2 separate regions of the Anser cygnoides genome follow, and region 2 is linked to region 1. Evidence: chromatin contacts called from public Hi-C data. All regions are on one chromosome and are shown on one strand. Each heading gives the region's core, a stretch centred on a gene start, on an enhancer-like site or on the middle of the called end of the contact. The rest is flanking DNA. Distances are from core to core; before and after follow the strand shown. Region 1 holds the start of LIG3 (DNA ligase 3). Region 2 holds the start of CCT6A (chaperonin containing TCP1 subunit 6A).

The links. Hi-C and Micro-C count contacts between places; a contact is called where the count stands out from the background.
Region 2: a Hi-C map of liver shows a contact between it and region 1, with 2.1 times the contacts expected there. The contact joins the promoter of CCT6A here to the promoter of LIG3 in region 1. A contact is called at or near these places in 2 of 7 Hi-C or Micro-C datasets (both in liver).

The regions. Positions count from the first base shown.
Region 1 is chr18:6,484,791-6,490,222 of Taihu_goose_T2T_genome, reverse strand. It overlaps LIG3 (DNA ligase 3), which reads left to right and starts at 3,778. Exons shown (of 19, transcript XM_013189878.3): 1 at 3,778-4,457; 2 at 4,968-5,105. The coding sequence starts at 3,917. LOC136786610 (a long non-coding RNA gene) reads right to left here and starts at 3,647. Exons shown (of 2, transcript XR_010825766.1): 1 at 2,462-3,647.
Region 2 is chr18:6,882,778-6,888,503 of Taihu_goose_T2T_genome, reverse strand. CCT6A (chaperonin containing TCP1 subunit 6A) reads right to left here and starts at 3,805. Exons shown (of 14, transcript XM_066979579.1): 1 at 3,616-3,805; 2 at 3,367-3,430; 3 at 1,880-2,014; 4 at 1,087-1,260; 5 at 821-924; 6 at 5-115. The coding sequence starts at 3,749. PSPH (phosphoserine phosphatase) reads left to right here and starts at 3,384. Exons shown (of 7, transcript XM_013189847.3): 1 at 3,384-3,452. LOC125183266 (small nucleolar RNA SNORA22) reads right to left here and starts at 1,524; the gene lies at 1,393-1,524. LOC125183273 (small nucleolar RNA SNORA15) reads right to left here and starts at 397; the gene lies at 262-397.

The sequences.
Region 1 (5,432 bases), core at 2,529-5,028:
ATAAGAAGAAAACATGAATTGAAGACGAGCATACTTTTGTAAACTGACAATGGATTATATTCTCCCCTCTCCCCCCCAAACTGAGGGCCAGAAAGAGGCTTCTAAGAGATTTCATTCCTGTTCCATCCGGCATCAAGTGAAACATAAGTGTTGTGCAACCACTGGGGCACTTGACTGGTACATGGAAAATTGCATCCGTGTGAATCTGACCACGAAAAGTCATTCAGGTAGAAACTTTTCAAACCTTAACAAGGCAGAAAGCCTTGTAAGCCACTTCTCAAAACAAAGGCATTGTGAATCCTTTCAGACTGAACTGCCATCTACCACTCCGGCTGACTTCACCATGAAGCCCGCAGCAGCTTTTCCTTTCGAAGCCCTAACAAAGTCAGTCTCACCAGCAAATACATATGCAAATAAATAATATTGAGATCTGTAACTTCCTTACATGGCTTCTTGATCTGTTATTTAACTGACATCACTTCCCTTTTTTTCAAATACTTTTCATGTATATATGCCTGTTTTCTATAATCTTCTCCATTTCTCTTATCTCTTATATTTTAATAAACCACATGTCCAGATTCAGTATCTTCTTTAGCAGCCATATGGGAAGATATATTTGTTCATTGCAGTTATTAAAATTCTAAACATCTTCCTCTCTTTATTTGATTTTAGCAAGATTTTGGATATCTTGTCAATACCAAGGAGATTAGATTCATTGGAATGTAACTCTGAAAAAAGTCTTGCATCAAGACTTTTATTTCAGTTCAAAACCACATCAATTTAAGGTATCCCTGTAAGATCCGGACAAGGTGAGCCTTTTTTTCATAAACTATTTTCAACACTGGTTTAAGATGAAACAACTAAGGTTATTTTTCCTTCTTAACACTGGGAAAAAAAATAAAAAATAAACAAACATAACCTTGAGACCATTAATTCACTTTCACATAGAATTTTGAGTCCTGACAAGACTCCTGATGGCCACTTTGCTTAAGCAAGGACACACTTCGACCTTTAAATCCTACTTTTTTGGTGTTATCTTCCCTGCATGAATGGAATAAACTACTAATAAGAGAGTTCTACTTTCCTAGGGTCTCTCTACCAGTCTGTTGTTGATGACCGACACGCAAAGAGGCTCATCTGAGCAACTTCAGTATTAACTACCAAGAGAAACCGGGAGGGATTCCTCACTGGTCCTTTGAGAAACAGCACTCATTTGTCTGCCGGTTTTCTCTGGGCTTCCTGTGAAATCAGCGTTGTGTAGTTTTGTGGAAAGACGCTCACCAGATACATTGCTCTATTCACAGCCGTTTAAAAGTACATCTTGGCCAAACTGGGAGCTGGAGGAATTTATTCAAATAAACTGTAAAACCCGAAGTAATTTCAATCCTTCCCCTTGCAAAAGTACTCTCCCGCTCAGAAGAACAGCAGATGCACATTGCAACTTCAGGGAAATAAAGTTTCTATGTGGAAAACTTAAGAGCAGTGACCAAAATGAGACGCCTTCAGTACCATGCCAGTTTAAACTTTCCTTCCACGTCCTAATGTCATCTCAGGCCTGCCAGTCACAGGCAGCTCAGAAGACACACAGTTTCAACTTTCCACGGATTCCTTTGGTGACACTGCAGATGAACACCAAAATGCTGCAGGCTGAAGATCCTTCAGCTACACTGTTCCAGAGAAAGAGAGCTGGAAATAAGAGTATCCTGGCTTTGCTACTGTTATTCCCAGGCCTTTCAAAAGCAACTAAACATCAGTTGTGCTTGCTTCCCACGGAAGAAATTAATATGAAGCTCACACTTTGTCCCTGCAGCATTCTGCCACCTACCTGTGCTTACTGCTTTTCATCATGCGTCGGGGCATCCATCTTCTGTCTCAGCATGGTGCCCCGGAGGTGAGCCCTCCTCCTTCGCTTACCTGTCTGCAACGCCACCTGAACCCCCGCAGACTGCGGAGAGCCAGAAGGCAATTCATCTCACCCTAACGCGTGCCTCTGAAATGCCCTCTGCAGGTTCCTCTACTGATCAGAGACACAGCTTATTTTAGATCATGTTGCTGACTTTTAAACAGTAAAAGTTAGGGAAGCAAACCCTACTGCTGAGAGGTTGCTCAGCAGCCTTATTTAAACCAGATAACGACGTACTGCAATTATTGGGGGCCCAAATTCATCTTTCCTGTCCATCTCTTTTACCAGGCTCAAAACCACAATGAATGAGAGAGAACACCAAAGGGAACGATGCCATGAACACTGCATTGTGCTCTGGGCTCCCTGCAAGCTCTCTCAGAACACCGTACCCACGTGTCTTCCAGGGTTTGATGGTTTTCTTCACTGATAACAGATCACTGTTATGCAAACTGCTACACCAAACACCGTTGATTCTGTAAATCATTTCTCAATGGCACATCTTTTTACAAAGCAATTTGGACAATTAAAAATTTAACCACGTTAAACTTCCACAAATACCTTTAATCTGACTCGGTCAAATGCACGGTCCTGAAGTCAAACGTTTTCAGCCTTTTGTTCAGCGCTTTAAAACTGAAGCATAGCGCTGTATGGACGCCGTCCACGTAAAGTCAGTAGCAGTTCTGTGAGCAAAGTTTTTGTCCTCATCCACAGCTCCAAACAGCGTGGTTGGTATAACTGGAGGTTGGCAAAGAAAATGAGGAAGACTGCCTGTAGCTCATCTCGTGACTAGCTGGAGGCTGGCAAAAAGACAGGCATAAGCCTGAAGTCAGTTCTGTGCTCTATACCTCATGCTCTGCCTCAGCCACGAGGAACAGTAAAACAGGTCGAGGTTGGCCCAGCCATGACAGGCAACACAGTGTCCTTTTCCTGGATGAAGGCAGGAATCCTGTTGGTGGTGTGCTTGGCATCCACAGCAGCTTCCTCAGCAGCCTCCTGGCACTGCCCAACAGCACTTTCACCACAGAAACGAGGATGGCTGTAACCCCCAGAGAGCCAGCAGCCAGACCACGGGCACATGCCCCCCTGCGCTGAGATAAGGGGCACTTTCAGGGAGTTGAGGGGACAGCGCAGTACCTCAGGGCCTGGGCAAACGTGAGAGAGTGCTCCTGGAGTCCCCATGTGGGGAAGGCAGACAGGGGGCAGCGCCCCAGCCCCACACAGTCACAACGCAATGCTCCTGGATGGCCAGTTTCACGAGGCCGGGTGATTGAGCAGCACCTCAGGCTGGGGCAGACACGGCACAGCACTCCAGGGGTCCCTTCTGAAGGCCAGGTGACACAGCAGCGCCTCAGACCTCCACAAACAGCGTGTAACGCTCTGGGGGGACGAATACTGTGAGGCCCATGAGAGGGCAGTGCCTCAGACCCACGCTGACACAGCACAGCGCTCTCAGAGGAGCTGTTCCGAAGGCCGGGTGACACAGCAGCACTTCAGCCCCGCGTATCCAAAACACCAAAACCCTCCCAGGGGAGCCGCTTAGGAGCCCCGGTGACCTGGCAGCACCTCAGACCAGAACCAAGGCGGTGCGGCGCTCTCAGCAGACTCAGCGGGCCGCGGGCATCGCCTCAGGCCCGCACCAAGATGGCGCCGGGCTCCCCTCCAGGCGCCCGCATGGCGGCGTCGCCTCAGAGGCACCAGAGGCGGGAAACGTGAGGCGGGGCCAGAGGCGGGAAGCGGCGCGAGGCGGGGCCAGAGGCGGGGCCACCGCCGCTCCGAGGGGCGGGACCTGCCGCGGCGGGGCGCGGCCAAGCCCCGGGATCCTCTCAGGGGCTGCCGGTAGCGGCGGGGCGCACGCGCACTGCGCCCTACGGAAGCCCGGAGGCGGCGCGGCCGGGGCCCAGCGAGGGGCGGTTGCGGGGCCCGTGAGGGGAGCGAAGGGGGGCGGCGGGCGGCGGGCGCGGGGCTCAGCACCGGGCGCCTCCCGCCTCTCGCAGCGCCGCCGGCGGGGGCCGGATGCCCGTTGGCGGCAGGGCTCTGGCCCAGGCTGCCCGGGTGCTCGGTCGCGGCGCGGCCCTCGGCCTCTGCCGGCCGCCGCTCTCCTCAGCGGGACCCCGCCGCTGCCCCGCCGCGGGCAGCCCCCGGGGCCGGTTAGCGGCGAGCGGAGCCTGCGGAGGCCGCCCGGGGGCGGAGAGGGGCGGCGGGGTCGGAGGGGGGCTCCCGGCGGTGATCGCGGGGCCGCCGGGGGGCTGCCCGGCCCCGGGGGGGGCGATGGCGGAGCAGCGGTACTGCGTGGACTACGCCAAGCGCGGCACGGCCGGCTGCAAGAAGTGCAAGGAGAAGCTGGTGAAGGGCACGGTGCGCATCGGGAAGATCGTGCCCAACCCCTTCACCGAGTCCGGCGGGGAGATGAAGGAGTGGTACCACGTCAGGTGCATGTTTGAGAAGCTGGAGAAGGCCCGCGCCACCACCAAGAAGATCGAGGACATCACGGACTTGGAGGGCTGGGAGGAGCTGCAGGACGAGGAGAAGGAGCTAATCCACAAGCACATCGCAGGTGAGGCACGGGGCAGGGCCTGGGCCGCTTTTCAGCCCTGCTCGTTTTTAAAACATGCCACCGACTGCCACGCAGCCGTGCATTTACTGTGTAATCCTTGCTGATTTGCTGGTGTGATCTCGTGAAAAGGTGGGTAGTGCTCTCTGTCTGATCTGTGCCTTAGCCCTAAAGTAAAGGGAAGAAGTAGGCACTTCTAGAATCACGCTTTGTAATTTCTTTTGTCTCAGCTGACTGTGCAGAAGGTCTAAGTGATTTAATCCACGTGTAGGCGCTTAAAGTTTCAGATAAATGCCACCAGAAAGCATCAGTTATGTTCTGGTTTTATCTTTCTCATGATCTTTAGTAAGTTATGTAGTTTTTTTATCTTCTGCTGTCTGAGAAATGCCCCTCTGTCCCCAGTTGTTTTAGGACGTGTTTATACTTGTTATACAAGTATATCTTGTATATGTTGAGGGATGTCGAAGATTGTTTCTGACTGCTGGATCAAACCCATACCTTGCTGTTTTACAGAAGCTACTACCAAGGCTGCAAGTACGCCGAAGAAAAAAGCAACAGTCCAAGCTAAGCTCACTCCCACAGGACAAATAACCAGTCCCTCAAAGGATCCGTTAGCTGCTGTCAATCCGAAGAAGTTCTCTGGCTTCACAGGTAGGACTTAAAAGAAACTGATTCTGGGAAATACTTTTCTTTCAATACCAGCATCAGAAGTTTTTTTAACTTAGTTCAGTCATTTTTTGCTCTGTAGAAGGTGGTTTAGTTTTAAGTATTTTTTATCACGTTTGCCAAAAATTTTGACCGCCTTCGTAGGCTGTCAGTTTTGAAAGAACTGATGCTTGCACTTCTGATATTCCCAAGGAAACACTGTTTATGCAGTAACCCACGTCGTCAGAGTGACTCCAGTGCTATTTGTCCACTGGCTAATTTCAGTCGAATTGTGAGGGTACAGGCTAAAGATAGCCCAGGTAGAAGCGTTAG
Region 2 (5,726 bases), core at 2,556-5,055, 400 kb before region 1:
TTACGTTTTCTCATATTCTAGAGATACGTTGCAAGTAAGAACATAGGCATCTTCCACTCTTTTCTTCATGTCAGGATGGCGAGCACCATGATCCAAAACCAGCCCCCTAATCAGCCTGAAAGATGAGAAAGCATTTTGTGTGCCAATGAACACAAGGAGGAGATGAGCACCTCATGGAAGCGCAGACTAGGGAGTTAACTAACAGCGAAACTGGTTCAGTATGAATTGCCTGTGGGTTTTTGTAAGGAGTAAATAATGATCATGTATCCCACTTCTAAGGGCATGCCCATTCACATACAAAAAGCACACCAATCAGAATGTAAAGAGGGAATTTATTCTGGCATAGTGTCTGACTGCAGTAGCTATTGAGAAAAGCTAGTGCAGAATTCATCCATGCCACCGACATAAATGTAGGGGCCTACGGAATAAACAACTAGATGACTACAACCCTGTTTCTACATACTGAATGCTATTTTCCACTTGTAATAAACAGACAGGAGTTTAAGAAAAAAAAAAAGTATAGATAAAAAGTAAACAACCATGTCCACCCATAGTAAAGCAGAAGTCTGAGACAGTGCTACTCTGCTATTCAAACATCTTTTGTCAGGGAATCAAGTTCAGCTACTGGAACATTTCTGCTCTCTACATGATTCCCAGCTGAACTCTCTATTTCTGCCTTTCTTTCATTCCCTCCCTAGTGACTTTCCCAGCTGTAGCTTTAAAACACAGAATTTCTTCTTTTAAGAAGAAAACAAAGGCCCCAGGTTGCTCAAATATCAGGACACCATTAAGACGAAGCTCAAAGATACTTCTTACTTACGCTGTGTCAGTTTCTGATTTGTGTTTCATCTCCATAATCTCTACCATGTGGAGGTCAATAGGCTCATCTTGTTTTCTGACTGCCAAAACAGAATCTACTACAGCCTGTAATAGAGAGGAGAAAAGAAAATCCCCAGAAGGGCCATTGGTCTTTCGAAGTGCAAGCCTGCATCCTCCTATCCACCATTTGCCCAAGGAATAAACACAGCAGCTTAAAACCTGGACGTCTTTACATGAAAAGGGGCTGGAAACACATGTACCACTTGCCTCTGTTAAGATGTCAGCAAGTTCAGTGTGAACTTTAGTCCGAAGGGATGTTCTGGCAACATCTATAAGGGTCTCCCTGTCCATTTCTTTGGTCACTTTGACCTGCTCCAAGACTTCAAGTGCTTTTTCCTTTGCAATCTCAAATCCTTCTGCTACTATTCTAGGGTGCAAGCCCTAGGGTGCAAGAGAAGAAAGGAAACCATTAGACAGTAAGATAAAAAGGTATTTTCCCCACAAGTAGAACCTGTGGTTTCAACTCTCATGTAACATCAGAACACAGGGTACATGCATGCTACAGAGACAATAAAATGTTCTGTCCTTCTGAATACATATAAAAGGAATGCCAGTCCTTCCAATGCAGAGGAAAAGCACAGATTACTCTAGCACAGAATCAAAACCAAGGGAACTACAAAGCACACTTGGGTGTTCACTGTGCAACATGGATGTATTCTGCAACTTATACTCCCCCAAGTATCTTATTATCAGAGAGCATCTCCTTGTTAACATGCAGTAAGTGTTTTAATCCAAACAAAACAACCAGAAATAGAAGTATGTATCAAGCACAACCTTATTAAATCCTCCAGTATTGCCAATAAGCAGTTTGGAACCAGTCCTGGTGTCCTCCTCTGTAGCTTACCTCCATTTTACAAGTTCTGTGATATGCTCATTTTAAGCGGAAAATATATTTGTTTTCATGTTTGATTTATGAGCGTTAAGCACACAACACAGAAGCTGAACAGTATTAAGTCAAGCTTTTCACTTGCACATCTGCAAGAGATGCACTAACACATACCTCAGAAATATAGAGATCTGCCTGCTTTAGGAGCTCTCCAATGATCAAGACGTTTGAGGTGGTGCCATCTCCAGTGATGTCATCTTGTGCTGTCGCTACTTTTGCTATCAAGGAGGCTGTGGGGTGTTGTATTTGCTAAACAAAAGTAAGAAGCTGAACTGTAAGCCTCATCACAACGGTAGAGAAAGCTGATCTGAAGTCAGCTCAGTAGTTTATCTAGTTGATAGGCAATGTTTTAATTATTCCTGTCAATTTAGCTAGTTTCAACACACAATTCCAGTTAGCAACAACAAAAATCACACTTGGCCAGTAAGTTTCTTGAATTGAATCTGCGTCATACAGTCTTTTTTCCCCCTGAAGACCCAGCAAGTCTCTGGTGACCAGCAATAGGACCTTATGGGCGCTCCTGCGTGGAGCAAGAAGTTGGACTCAATAATCCTTGCAGATCCCTTCCAACTCCAGATATTTTGTGATTCTGTGATCTACACAGAACAATGGTGCACGCTGTTAGCCCAAGCTATTCCTCACCTACAAACAGAGCTTCGCTTGACAGAGCCCTTTTCTCCTTTAGGAACCAGGTGCACCACGACAACTACAACTGGATTGTTTGGGACACTAAGAACAGTTTAGAACTAATTTAGTTCTCTGCATGATCAATGCTGTACATACCCTAACTGGTTTATTATTTGTCAGTTGCTTTACTTGCTCTTGTAAAACTGAAGATCAACATTCAGTCAGTTTGTTTCTCATCAGTTCCTCTGCTAAGCAGTGCAGTGGTGTTTCAGCTATGAAGATGGAGAATTATTGCTGCCTGGCCAAAGTTCACAAGTACCACACATGACTGCAGGGTACTTACACAAGTCAGCCTTTCAATTTAAGGAACACGTGTAGCACTTAGCATCTCCGACTGCTAAATGAAGATTATTTTCGCATAGATTGGAGCCTATGAACCTACAGAACAGCATCCACATTTGAGGAGACTGGTGCTGGGTACTGGGAGTACTGGGACCCATGGCTGCTGCAGAGCCAGGGGCAGGGTGGCAACAGCTCTGTATAACGTGCCACATGCAGGTGGGGGGGGGCTGCGCTTTCACCTTCCCTGTGGGCCTGGTATTACACCACCTGCACCCACCACCCAACATTTTTCCAAATCACACACTTATGAAGCACTCTGTTGTAACTGACCTTAGCACAATAAAATTATGCATTTCCTAAATAAAACGTAAGGTAAGAAGAGTGTTTATATTATTGAAACAGTTCATACTTCCTTTATATGTAAACTGCCACATTAGCACGCCAACTTCATTCAACACCTCCCAAACTGCACTTACTCCTTTACGTTCTTCCCAAAGAGTATTTCCCCCTCAACACACGGGGCCAAATACCCCAGAACCACACACGAGGGGCAGCGATGGACACGGCCCCCTTTACCCCAGGCGATGGGGACGAGAACAGGCCCAGGCCCCCAGCCCCCCCTCCCTGCTCACCATTTCCTGCAGCAGCACGTTGCCATCTTTGGTCAGCTTGATGTCTCCGGCGCCCGAAACCAGCCTGCGAGCGACACCAGGAGGGGGTGAGCATAAGCAGAACACCCCCCCCAGCCCCACACTCCGCCTCCCCCCCCCCCTTTCCCCTCACGCTTCCCCTCAGGCCCCAACGGCTGAGGCGCACGGCGGGAAGGCCGCGGCCTCCTCCCTCCCCCATCCCCAGCGGAGGCAGGGGGGGCGCTCCCTCACATCTTCATGGTGCCCTTGGGGCCCAGGTTGGTCCTCAGCACGTCCTGCAGCCCGCGGGCCGCGCTGATGTTCACGGCCAGCGCCGCCTGGGCGCGAGCCACCTCAGCTTTGGGGTTGAGCGCCTTCACCGCCATGGCCGCCGCCGCTCCCCTCAGCTCCGCGCCGCGCACTGGGCGGGAACGACGCCGGCCGCGCCTCCCCGCCCGCCCCTTCTAGAACACTCCGGCGGCCGCGCGTCCCCATTGGTCCGTGTGCGCCAGAGCCGCGCTGCTATTGGCTGCGAGGCCTGTCGATCTGTCGGGCAGCTCCCGCCTACTGTCTCTCCCCTCCTCTTGAGGCGCTGAAGGGAGCGGGGCCCTAAGGGAATGGCGGGGTGTGTATGGCTCGGCTCGGCTCGGCTCGGCTCGGCTCGGCTCGGCTCGGCTCGGCTCGGCTCGGCTCGGCTCATGCTTAGCAGTGAATGTGTAAACGAGGTCTTTGATCGGGCAGGGGTGCTCGCTCGTGAATCCCACCCACTCATGTGACAGACACCCCCTGGGGCAGGTTCACAGAACCGTGAGAATAAATAATTAAACCTGCCGATTTAACCTTAGATCGGGCAGATTAATAGTTAAGCGGCATGGATTAATAATCGAAATGGGTCTTGGTAAAAAGCCAGAGCTGAGGTTAATCAAAAGTTTCTTAACAGAAGGTGCTGTGTGGGCCCACCAAGGCCAGCAGCTTCTCAGTGGGATCTTCCCAGCCACCACAACGCAGCCCTGCTCGCTGCCGTGGCCTTTCACTTCACAAGTCTCTGTAACTGGGGTAAAATTCTCCCCAGGCAACACTGAGGTGTCCCGTGAGATCTGTGCAAGAAAAAATGTTAAAGTCAAGGGAACCTCAATGGAGTGTTGGAAGCCTTGGGCTGATATGGCCAGTGAGGGCCCAGTCCTTGAGCCTGCACAACGTACGCATTTTAGTGGCTTTCAGCTCCACAAAGGATGAAGATGGAGAATTTCCCTTGGAAAGGGCTTGAGAGCTCTTGCCAGGGCTCCTTACAAATACCACAGGCACAAATTGCACCAAGTTTGGCTCCCACATTGCCCCATCCACACCTGTGTCCCCTAACACCTGCCTGCTGCAGGGGCGATTGGCAATACCAGGCATGACACAACCCTCTCCTTATTTCAAGTGTTTTGTAAGGAAAGTCCCTGCCCCAGGATAATCGTGGCCTGTGGCTGCAAAGCTGTGCCGGCAAGATCCAGGCCAAGTGGTTTTTGGTATTCCTGCAGCCCATCTGCTCCAGAGGGCACTAACCCGCAGCAAACAGACACACGCAACTCCGTACCAATTGGTCCTGAGCTCAGAATTTCCTCAGTACTCGGTACGGACCACAAAGAGCCTCACCCAGGGCTCATCCACCAGGTGTAAGGATGGCGCAGAATAAATCTCCCCTACCCCTTCCCACTTTTTGCAGCAGGGAAGCTGCCAAAACCCAGGCCATGGCAGCTCTGGACGGAGAGGTTGGCTGCTGAGCAATGGGCCGCTCGTGTTTCCGTGCCACTGCCAGTAGTAAACTCTAAAAGCCTGCTGATGGGTACAGTTTTGTTGCACAACAAAAGTTTTGGGGAAGCATGACTGAAATGGTCATTGAGGGTCAAATATAAGGGCAGACTCAGCAGCCTTGCTGATTTTGGCAGTAGAGGATGGCACCTGCCGGTAATGTGCTCCGCTGCTTTGGGTGAGGATCTCAAGTTTCTGGGCAAAGCGCCACACATGGCCCATCATTCTGACTTGGCAGGTCTGGAGGGGACAGCTGCTAGTACGCTTGGGTTTCTGATTTTTACATGTTTCGGATGGAGTTGATGTTTGAGCAAAATATACCACAAGTTTGGAGCCTTTTTGTTTAGCAGAGCAGGGTGCTTGTCTTGTAAAATATTTTAATGCTGATTCTTTAGCAGAGAGGCTGCGATTTTTTTTTCCTTTTCTGCTGCTGTAATCATTAAAAATAAACATTAAACATTGCAAAACACAGGAAATTACACTTGGTATTTCATAACTGGGCTCTGGAATTCTCCAGTTAATGTTTATTCTTCACTTTTGCTGGGATGCTACCTGCCTGCTGAAAGCAT